Regions from separate parts of the Mus musculus genome. Here region 1 is linked to region 2. The links are chromatin contacts, called in public Hi-C maps. All regions are on one chromosome and are shown on one strand. Each heading gives the region's core, a stretch centred on a gene start, on an enhancer-like site or on the middle of the called end of the contact. The rest is flanking DNA. Distances are from core to core; before and after follow the strand shown. Region 1 overlaps Lnpep (leucyl/cystinyl aminopeptidase). Region 2 overlaps Lix1 (limb and CNS expressed 1).

What was found. Hi-C and Micro-C count contacts between places; a contact is called where the count stands out from the background.
Region 1: a contact with region 2 is called in a Hi-C map of cranial neural crest, with 1.7 times the contacts expected there. The contact joins two enhancer-like sites. A contact is called at or near these places in 1 of 484 Hi-C or Micro-C datasets (cranial neural crest), 3 of 115 datasets of contacts at active chromatin or transcription factors (embryonic stem cells and stem cell-derived neural progenitor cells) and 3 of 9 other capture datasets (adipose tissue, liver and pancreatic islet).

What each region holds. Positions count from the first base shown.
Region 1 is chr17:17,565,382-17,570,834 of GRCm38.p6, reverse strand. Lnpep (leucyl/cystinyl aminopeptidase) reads left to right here. Exons shown (of 18, transcript NM_172827.3): 7 at 2,401-2,514; 8 at 4,021-4,152. Among named protein-coding and RNA genes, the nearest start is that of Lnpep, 56 kb to the left of the region's middle. Within about 2 kb of position 3,979, at least 2 of the 459 cell types and tissues checked have an H3K27ac peak or open chromatin away from gene starts, as enhancers often do.
Region 2 is chr17:17,440,276-17,445,302 of GRCm38.p6, reverse strand. It overlaps Lix1 (limb and CNS expressed 1), which reads right to left. Exons shown (of 6, transcript NM_025681.2): 3 at 1,515-1,655. Among named protein-coding and RNA genes, the nearest start is that of Lix1, 40 kb to the right of the region's middle. Within about 2 kb of position 3,287, at least 26 of the 459 cell types and tissues checked have an H3K27ac peak or open chromatin away from gene starts, as enhancers often do.

The sequences.
Region 1 (5,453 bases), core at 2,730-5,229, 120 kb before region 2:
TTTTAGTAAATACCTGTATGTTACTAAGCATATTACTATTTTGTGGTTTTAGTGTTGCTATTATATAAAATGACAAAGGGAAGAATTTCACCTTTAAGCTATTTCATGTCCATTGTCTCATCTCATAAACGCCCTATGGTGGGCCATAATCCCATTTTACAGGAAGACAAATTTATGAAATGATTTGTTCAAACTCACACAGCTGTGATACCATTAAGCCTCGAAGAATAACTATACATTCAGATTATCTTTTTTAGTATCCCAGTGCTGGGACCAAGCCCAGGACTTTGTGTTTGCTAGACAGTGCTATATCATTGAGCTAAATTCTCCAACCTTGGAAAATCAGTTTTTTTCTAAATTGTACTTATCTGTGCCATGTCTAACAACTACTGGCTTCTCAATGAAACCTTGTAGGATAGAGCGTTTTCCCTCAGTTACACCATCTCCCTTATTAAGCAGAACCTTCTTACTGTGTAACTAAATCTCTCCTATCTTAACTCAACTCTCGAGTACCATTTCATAGGTGTGGGCTATCATATCCAGCTTTCTACTAACGAGTCTTGAATCACAGTTGTCAGGACCAATTTTCTTTTTCTTTTTTCCTGCTACAAGTTGGTTTTCTATTAATGTAGAAGAAGGAGCTTTCCCTAGTGTAGAGTAAAGGAATTCTCTGTATAAGATGAAAAAAGGAAGAAAAAAATGTTCGTGAACATTCCCATTTCCAACACATTATCTCTGTTGAGCCCTCAATATGAGATGCTTTTCAGTGGGTTTGGAAGCTGTGAGGAAGCTGTATTTGAAGAAAGACTAGAAAGTGCTGTGGCCAGTTAACTTTGCCTCAGACATCATCTATAGATGGCTGTGACCCTTGGAAGAACTTTTTAGCAAGCTGATATATCAAGTATATACTTACTGCTATACATGAGCTGAAAGAAAAGTGGTCTTTTGTGAGATTTCTTCTAACTCTGTAGAATCTGTTTTTTATTTTATCTTCTGTTTGGGGCTTATAACTTATCTTCCTGTTAAATGGTTTTTAAGATACTACCTTTGAAAAATAAATGATTGCTACTCTCAAATGTAATTGTTTGTTTTATTAATAATGTATTTTTTGCTACTGTTGTGAAATAAGCCCCATACCACATTGACAAATTTGCATACCCCATGACCACTTTTTTTTGCAAATGTGGGTGCATGCATGTGCATGTGTGCTTGTGTGTGTGCATGTATGTATGTCTGTGTGTGTGTGTGTTTCTGTCTGTGACAGTGCATCAGGAGTCCTCTTCCAGCACTCTCCACCTGTCCTGAGGCAGGATCTCTTTCTGAACCTAGAATTCATATCTTAGAGAGGTTGGGAGCCAACAGACCCCAGTGATTTACCTGTTTATATGTCTGTAAAACTGGGATTGCAGACAGTTTTTAGAGAATTACATGGTGGCTTCTTACATAGGTGCTAAGGTCCAAAATTAAGTCCTCAGGATTGCAGGGTAAGTGCTAATGGCTGAGCCATATCTTCATACCCAAAAGTATTTTGAACATATGTTATTTAGGAAGGTCTCTTACCTTTTTCCTTCTTCTTATTACTATATATAAGAAACCATTGAAAGATTACTCTGACTTCTTTTGTGCGGTGTGTGTGTGTGTGTGTGAGAGAGAGAGAATACATACATACATGCCAGGTTTCTATAGGAATGTTACTTAAATTTTAGTCAGAAAGAATCATGTGTTTTGAACCTCAGGTAATGGAAGAAAAGCATGAAATCCAGGCAGATCCTCTGACAATAGGAAAATCTTTACTTGTCATGGATGATTTTATATATATAAATTGGAAAGTAATCTTACAGAGTTGATATTAGATCAGATAATTTCATTATCTAAGGAGTTTCACTTTAATGAAGCAGCTTAAAATTTTCATTACAGCCAGGCGGTGGTGGCACATGCCTTTAATCCCAGTACTTGAGGGGCAGAGGCAGGTGGATTTCTGAGTTCGAAACCAGCCTGGTCTACAGAGTGAGTTCCAGGACAGCCAGGGCTACACAGAGAAACCCTGTCTCGAAAAACAAAAAACAAAAACAACAAAAAAAGCCATTACCTATATAAAACATGTTGTATATAGCATATGTTAAAAATTCACACATATTTTAATAAGTAAATATAGTCTTTCCTGCTTTTTCCCCCATTCAGTTTAGGTAAAATGTTGAACTTTTTATTTTACTTCTAAAATCAATTTATACAGCTTTCAAAATCCTTTCTTTTTTGGGATAGTTTGTATAACTTTTATAAGACTTTAATTATTCTGGGTATAGATTGTTTTAAGATATTTTGATTATCTTCAATTAGCCTGATAGTCCATTCAATTAAGAAATTCCTGAGTCCTGCTGGTGACGAATTTGTCTCTTACAGTGGTTTGGAAATCTGGTTACAATGCAGTGGTGGAATGACCTGTGGCTAAATGAAGGCTTTGCCACTTTCATGGAGTATTTCTCTGTGGAAAAAATATTCAAAGAGCTCAACAGTGTAAGTACTGTGTTTCTTTGTCCTATGAGGAGGGAATAGCCACATTATAAGTTAGTATTTACCATATATTTTCTACATATTTGAGATAATTTGAAAAAAGTTAAAATCAGTAATGCTGGAGACTTGACAATGAAACCCACTCTTGCATATTGAAGTATTTCATTAAACATTAAAATGATTATTTTTTACTTTAGGATGATTATTTTAACTATTACATTTTATTTTATAAGATGTGGTCCTTTTGTTTGAAGGAATGCAGATAAAATTGGAAAATAACTTAAATACTTGTATAAAAAGAAATGAAATGAAGACTGGCTTCATACTGCTTTTTATATTGTCACTGAGTGCATTCTTTCAACAGTTCTTAAGTAACATAAGTTGCTTAAATAAAGAAACAAGGGCGGGAGATATGGCTAAGCAGTTAAGAGCACTAGTTGCTCTTCCAGAGGTCCTGATATCAATTCTAAGCACATGGCTCACAACCATCTATAATGTGATCTGATGCCCTCTTCTGATGTCTCTAAAGACAGCAACAGTGTACTCATATACATAAAATAGAATCTTTTTTAAAACCAAACAAATAAATTACTATTGCTGCATACAAACCATGCATTTGTTTCAAAGATTGAATACCATTCTGTTAAAGAGAGGTATTGTGCTGTGAGTGTGTCATTAGAGACTGGAGATACTTCCTGTACTCAAGGATTTTCAGACACCATAGGTCATAATTTCATAGGCATTGCTGAAATAATTCAAGTATTATTGGGTAGCTGAAGGGAAGCACAAAACATGTGCCTCTCAAACTATAGGACAGTCTCCCACATAGTATTGTCTTCAACCCTAAAATTCTGTGACTTGCTCTTAGACGCTTACATACATTTTTTAGGTATTTATAAGAAGTATTCTTGGGAGTTTTTAGTTTGACATTTCTGTATATAGGGCTTGATTCCGACTGCAAGTAATTTTTAGTTGAGATACGAAATAGGTAGTTTAAATAATGTGTGCTACTTAATTAAACATTGAAATACAGAGTCTCACCACTTGGGGGTGCTGAGAACACTTTAAATTCTAATATACATTCTAGGGACACTCTTGGCTGAGCTCTCAATGCTTTCAGAATAAGAGTTGTATTTTCTTTTAAGTAACCTCTAAGAATTATATATCACTTTAATAGAAAATCAAGGTAAGGACCCCATTTCTGCCCTAAGTTTCAATTTCTGTTTTAAAAGTCTACTTTAACCTTTGTTGAATATTTATCTTGGATATTCAGATTTGGAATTTGCCTCTGATAGTCAGAGATTCTCAATTTTACAGTTATGCTCTCTTTTCAGAAATGCAGATTCTCACATGCCTCAGTTCTCAGTGCCGTTTTAAGCTTAAGGAACTGCATACAATTTACTTCCATTTGTTTATATGCTGCACCTTAGTGAGCCCAGGTGTTTTTCATTCTGTAGCAATTGTGCCTTTATATCGGTCATGACTTCCTACTGCTTTATCTTTTGCTAGTATGAAGACTTCTTAGATGCTCGATTTAAAACCATGAGGAAAGATTCCTTGAATTCGTCTCATCCAATATCATCATCTGTTCAGTCTTCGGAACAAATAGAAGAAATGTTTGATTCTCTCTCCTATTTTAAGGTATCACTGTGCACAAAGAAATGTACTTTTACTAGACTTCAACCTTATTTTGTAGGTCAGCAAACAGCGTGATTCACATTACAGACTGAACAAGCGTTGCCTTTGGTATCCTATTGAAGTTTTAACTGTTTAAATTTTAAATATGTAAATCTGTTTGGTCTTAACGTTTGTGTTTCTGTCTCCCTTTTAGTCAGTGTGACTAGTTTTCAGGCAGTGAAGCAGATCATGTAAGAATTCATCTTTCAAAGTTAGTTTTCTCCCTGGATCTGTCCGTAGAATGTGTGCTTAGAAGAGCATCCTAAGCAAAGCCCTTTATTGTGGTACTCAGAATTGAGGTATTTTCTACAATCAAGATCACCAAAAAAAATTAAGCATAAAAAGTTATTTTAGTAATTGACAGTTCTCCTTCAGGATGTGAAACATTAGACACCAGGACAGTGGATGGAAAGTAGAAGCTGGCTTCATTCTGAGCAGGTTGGAGAACAGAGGGAGTGTGGTACTGGTATTACCTGAATGGATGCTGTACAAGGGTGATGCTAAAGCTTATGATTGGTTGTCAGAGTCCTTGGATAGTAAATCCCTCTGCTAGATAGCGAAGAAAATACATTAAGTGTGAGGATAGAAACCATACTATCAAAAAGCTCAAAATTAGGAGGTAAATACATGTGAATGAGCAAGAGAGGCTGTGTGTGCTGAAATAGTACAAAAAATGTATGCATGTTGAAGAGAGAAGCCAAAGAGCACAAGGTAGGGCAGATATGGACTTTGAAGAGGAGAGCCAGGAGGGCTGATGTCTGGGATTCAGAGATGGAACCAGGCTTAGGAAGGTAAGAAAGAAAGCATGAGCCCAGCTACAGCAGGTCCTGAGTGCCATAAGAAATCGATGATGTTTTTTTAACATAAGGATGATTTGATTAAAGTTAATATTTAGAAAATTTAAATTGGATTCAGTTAATAAAGTTGATTCCGAGACCACAAATGGGACATGACACTGAAAATCAGACATGCAGAGTGAACGTTTGCAATGAATGGTCATAGCAATGGGAAGAAAACAGATCTAAAACTAAAGGGAGTTTTGTACTTGAAGGACTTAGTGACAGGGTAAAACAGATAAAGAAGGAGGCAAAAATGTTGTCTGGATTAAAGCCTGATGAAGTAAATAATAGTACTTTTAACAAGAAATTAGGAGTTTAATGTGAGTATACAGAGGCACTAATTTTTTCTTATCTGCAGTTTTTCTTTCAGGCTTCAGTAAACTATTATTAGCCATCTTAGGAAAAATACTAAAAGGAAAGACCAGA
Region 2 (5,027 bases), core at 2,038-4,537:
CAAACAACTGTCAGCGTCAGACAGCAGTAAATGTATAGCTTTGCATGCAATAACATTAACACAGTGCTTCTGAAATATTTATGTTGGCCTTTTAGAAATCCTAGGGGAAATCCATCCAGAGGTCTGCAAGCCATATATATTCTTGCTCTTTAGAAATTTCCATGAAAAATGACAAATTGCATTTACATTGAGAGCCCTTTCCTGTTCCTAAGTAAATTCCACGTGTATATAAATCAGGCATCATTTTCCTAACTTCTCTTCCTCAAAGGCACTTGAAATTTACAGGGTCAGAAAATAAAGGCTTCCTTTTCTCTTCAGACCAGATAGAGTGCAGAACTCTCCACTTTCTCCCAGCCAGCCTACCAGCCCTACTGTCCTGCAGGCCCATCTCTCCTCTAAGTGATAAGAGCACTTCATAAGGGGAAAGAGTCCCTAATAGTCTGATCATCTCCTTTGGCAGGGCAGCAGCTGCCCTGTAAAAACAGAGTCTGTCAATTCAAGGCAACAAAAGGGAGTGGGGGATGTGGTCACACAATGGCCTTTAATTCCAGCCCTCAGGAGGCAGTAGCAGGCAGATTCCTGTGAGGTCCAGGCCAGACTAGTCTACATAGTGAGTTCGAGGACAGCCAGGACTAAGTTGTAAGACCCTGTCTGAGAGAGGAGGGGGTGGAAGGGTGAGGGGTAGGGGTGAGTGGAGAAGAGGAGATAAAGGGAGAATGAGAAAGGTGACAAAGTTTGTTCTTCTATAGTTCAAGCTCCTGCCCTTGAGCACACACAGAAAAACATCTGCTGTAGGTGGGGCTCAGGTTTCCTCTGTGGCTTACAAGTGGAGATAGTGGGCAGGAACTCTCCACCATTTACTGAACACGTAAATATCCAGCCATAGATGGCTGAGAGAGTTCCCTATTTAAATTTCTAAGACCCATTTTGTTATGTCATTTTTTTTTTCTCTCAAAGCATTTAATTGTACCTGTCACAGAAACTTTCAACACTTACCGGAGAAGGTGAACACCTAGGAACCATGATTATTCTAACACATAGAGCTGTCTAAGCAGCCCACAGTATTTTAGTACTATAAATTGCAAACCTGCATGCTAGCTGGGAAATTAGCATTTACAGTAGGGACTTCACATAATTAGCATGATTAGTTCAATTTGGGGAAAATTAGAACTGGTTTGTCATTCGATTATAAATCTTTCTTCCATTGCCTACATTCTTGGACCATTGGAATCAGTGTAATCATGTGACATTCCTCACCCCGAATCTTGATCGTTTTTGATCCTGGCTTGTCAAGAGTATTGGCAAAATGCACAATGAGCAGCTAGCTCCACCTTCATGAGTTTCAACCTAAGGTTTATTTTGCTAAATGTTAGTAAGTCACTGGACAAAATCTAACCTCCACATTGTTGAAATGAGAAATTTGCTTACTTTAGTATTTCCCAAGATTCAAATGTCCCCATGTTATCACAGAGGCCACATCTTTCTTGCCCTTCCCCCGCCCCCTCGGTACTCACCCTGGTGGAGGCTACTGCTTCCTGAACACTCTCCATGATGAACTCCTTGGTGATCCTTCGGGAGGGTAGCTCATTGAAGAGAGAGTTGATGAGCGCCACTTTAGCAGCATCCCGCCTGGCCTCAGCTCTACTTAAGCAGCACTTGAGAAGGAAGGAGAGGGAGTGTTAAAGAAGTCAGCATCTCACAATTCCAACACTGCATTTCCACGTATCCATTTATATGGGTTCTGGACTCAGACTGTTGGTGTTCAGCTCTTAACTGTATAAGCCTTTGAACTAGTTAATTATTCTCTGTGTGTGATGTCCTTCTTAGTAACATAATAGTAGGGTTGAATCTGAAATTGATTAGTTGATATGCAGAAACTCTCATCCAACACAAGAGATCTAACACACCCACATATAAGCAAGAAGGCTTTTGGTAGAGCATGAGGCAGCAAATCTTTCAAACTTTAGATATCTCCCAAGGGTTAGAATACTTAGATCAGAGAGTTTCTGCATATATGGTTTTATTTTGTGCTATAAACTTGGCCAGAAATATAAAGGGCCATAAGATTTGAGTCAGGTTGTCCTTCAGTGATGCTTAAATGCTGCGTCTTTGGGAATTTTGGCCTACCACTTTCAAGCCAGGCTGCAGGCCCCGACCATATTTGAGTATAATTGTTTGCTGGTCATTCCCTGCTGTCTCCTACCTTCATGCCTTGATTATTACACATTTTTCTTTGTGTCTCTCCCCTATTACATAATTGTGATGTAATTTCTTTGCATCCCTGCCCTATTATGATATACTGAATGGATAACAGACTGAAGTATAGGCTAGTCAGTAACAAACCAATAAAACACCTAATAAAATGTGTAAGAAGTTCTTTCAAGAATAAATATATATACTTCTTATTGTTAAAAAGTACCATTCCTATACACTTTTATGGTATTGTGAGCCAGCAATATGAAAGTATATTAAGCATGGGCTAAAATTCATAAGGATAATTGGCTATTATGCTCAGACCCTGATATGAGCATTTTTGCCAATGTATAGGCAAAACAATGTTATGTTTATTATTCTTTGACAAACTAGTTTCCCATTAAAAAAGCAAGGGTTTTGCCAATATTACACAACATTTGTAACAGCAACTCGTTTTAATATAAGTTTGGCTTTACAAAATCTACAACAGATCTTTAGGATTTTAAAATTTAGGAAATAAAAGTCAGATCAGAGCAATCTTAAGAAATACTTTTCTGTCTAAATAATAGTAGTTTAAGCCAACTTTGTGTGTATGTGTGTGTGTGTGTGTGTGTGAGAGAGAGAGAGAGAGAGAGAGAGAGAGAGAGAGAGAACACTACATAGTTAAAAGAAGCTATCTATTTAAGTAGAGCAACTAAGTACTAGATCAAAGGACGCATGTACATTTACAGCAGTATGGCACTGCTTCACAGATCAAAGTAGAGTCAGGCAGGCAGGCAGGCAGGCAGGCAGGCCGTAGACAGAGCCTTTACCAGGGAAGCATGAAAAAAGAAGGTGGGGGACTCAGCTAATATCAAGATGTGAAATCAGACACCTGCCGTCACTTGTTTTATTATTTCAGTGTACTGTTGGGTTTTTTTGTTTGCTTGCTTGCTTGCTTTTCCCTCCCAATGGGGAGAAAGTGTGCCTGTTAATAAGCACATAAAACCAGCTCAGAGCCATCCAAGAACTTTTCTCCCTATTGTCCTTTGTATTTCTGAAAGACAAGTTCCTCAGAATGTCTTTAATGTTAGCCAGCTGCTTTCTTCTGAAACTACAAATCCAAGCCAGTAACTGCCGCCTGTTTTGGTTTTGAGAGCTTTAAGGAGGGCCTTTCCCCCATAAGAACTTGTACTTGGGCAAGCAATTTAGCTCATTTGCAGTCTGCTTGGGGTGTCAAAACCAAAGTCCAGATGCTCCTGTAAGAACAAGCACTTTCAGAGTCACCACCAAACAGTGGGGACCACTGTAAGAAAATAAAATATGGCAAGTTACAGGGTGTTTTATTGTTTTCCAAACTGGTTATCAGGGCCATCGATAGGGGTAAGTGAAGTATGATGTTATTTCAAAGCAGCTCCCTGCTGGAATTAGACTTTCCCATATGGTTTATTCTCACTGTTTTTCCACCAGACCTCATCATAAATACAGATCTGTAAACTGCTTTATGTGCCCCCCCCATTCTTATTCGCTAATACAGAGAGACAGCTTCCATCCTCTGCACTCTGAAAGTTCTGAGCTTGAATATTCAACAGTCATGATCTTTAGCAAAGTCAGCTGTGGACTTCTTAGGCATGTGAAATGAGATGCATTGTGAGTGGCCAGCAGACCCCACTCCATTTCCATTAAACTTTCTAAATTCTACTGGATAAGAAAATTTCCCCAAGCCCAAATCCTTTGGCTTTGTATTTTATTTTGGAGTTTAGGTCATCTGCTGGTCATCAGGAGCCCATAGATGACCCAATGAAGATCTCCACTGAATCTACCCCAAAACTCAAGTCCAGTAGTTCAAGACCCTTGATGCTCATTTTGCTGTTACTTGGTGACTTGTTAAATACGTCTAATTCCAGGCACCAAACTGATTAATAAAAATAACTTTATATAATAAAGTGAATAGTGAATGGTATGCATGTATGTATCTGGGGGAGGGGGTACTGATTTCAGGCATATGTGCATCATTGGATGTGCCTGGAGGACAGTCTTTAGGGGAATATGTCTAGAGGTAAGCAGACAATTTTGGGAGTCCATTCCCTCCTTCTACCACAGGTCCCAGAGAGTCAGCATCAGGCAAATCATCTTACCTGCTGAGACATCTTGCTGGGCAGCTTACTTTTTGGGATGGGATCTTCCACTGAACTCAGAGGTGACCAATTAATTAGATTGGCTGGGTAGTAAGCTTGAAGACCCAGTGCTGAGATCTGAGATGGTAGGTACATGTTTTTATGCCTCACTTTTTTTTTTAATATGTGGGTACTGGGGGTCAAACTCATAACCTCACACTTGTGTAGCAAACACTTGATCAACTGACCCAACTCCCCAGCTCCCAAATATGCATTTTAATAAGCCTTCCAGATGATTCTGAAGTCCCTAGGCTCGTTCTTAGAAAAATGCTTCTTCAGCTGCTTCTGCCTATCCCACTTCTAACTGGCAGTGGCAGAACCCGGTTTTGTAGGTCTTGAGCCTTACAATATTTCATGAAACTTATTTAAGAAAAACAATGACAAATTTCAAGTAAGATATGTTGACATTATGCTTTTAGTCAGCCAGCATAGACGCTTCCTTGTCTTCCTGATAAATCCCCCTTTGTGAACACAGAACAATGCTAGTTTCTCAGTAGAGGAACTGTTCTATATAAGAATCAAGTAAGGCAAAATTCAGGTTAAAAAGTTCTTTGATAGTCCTTCTAAAAGTTTATGGCTTTTCTAAATTACATTAAAGTTCTGCTTTTATTCTCAAAAGGTTTTTATTTCTTCTGTGAACAACACAATGTCAAGATACAATTAAGATTAATCTGTAGG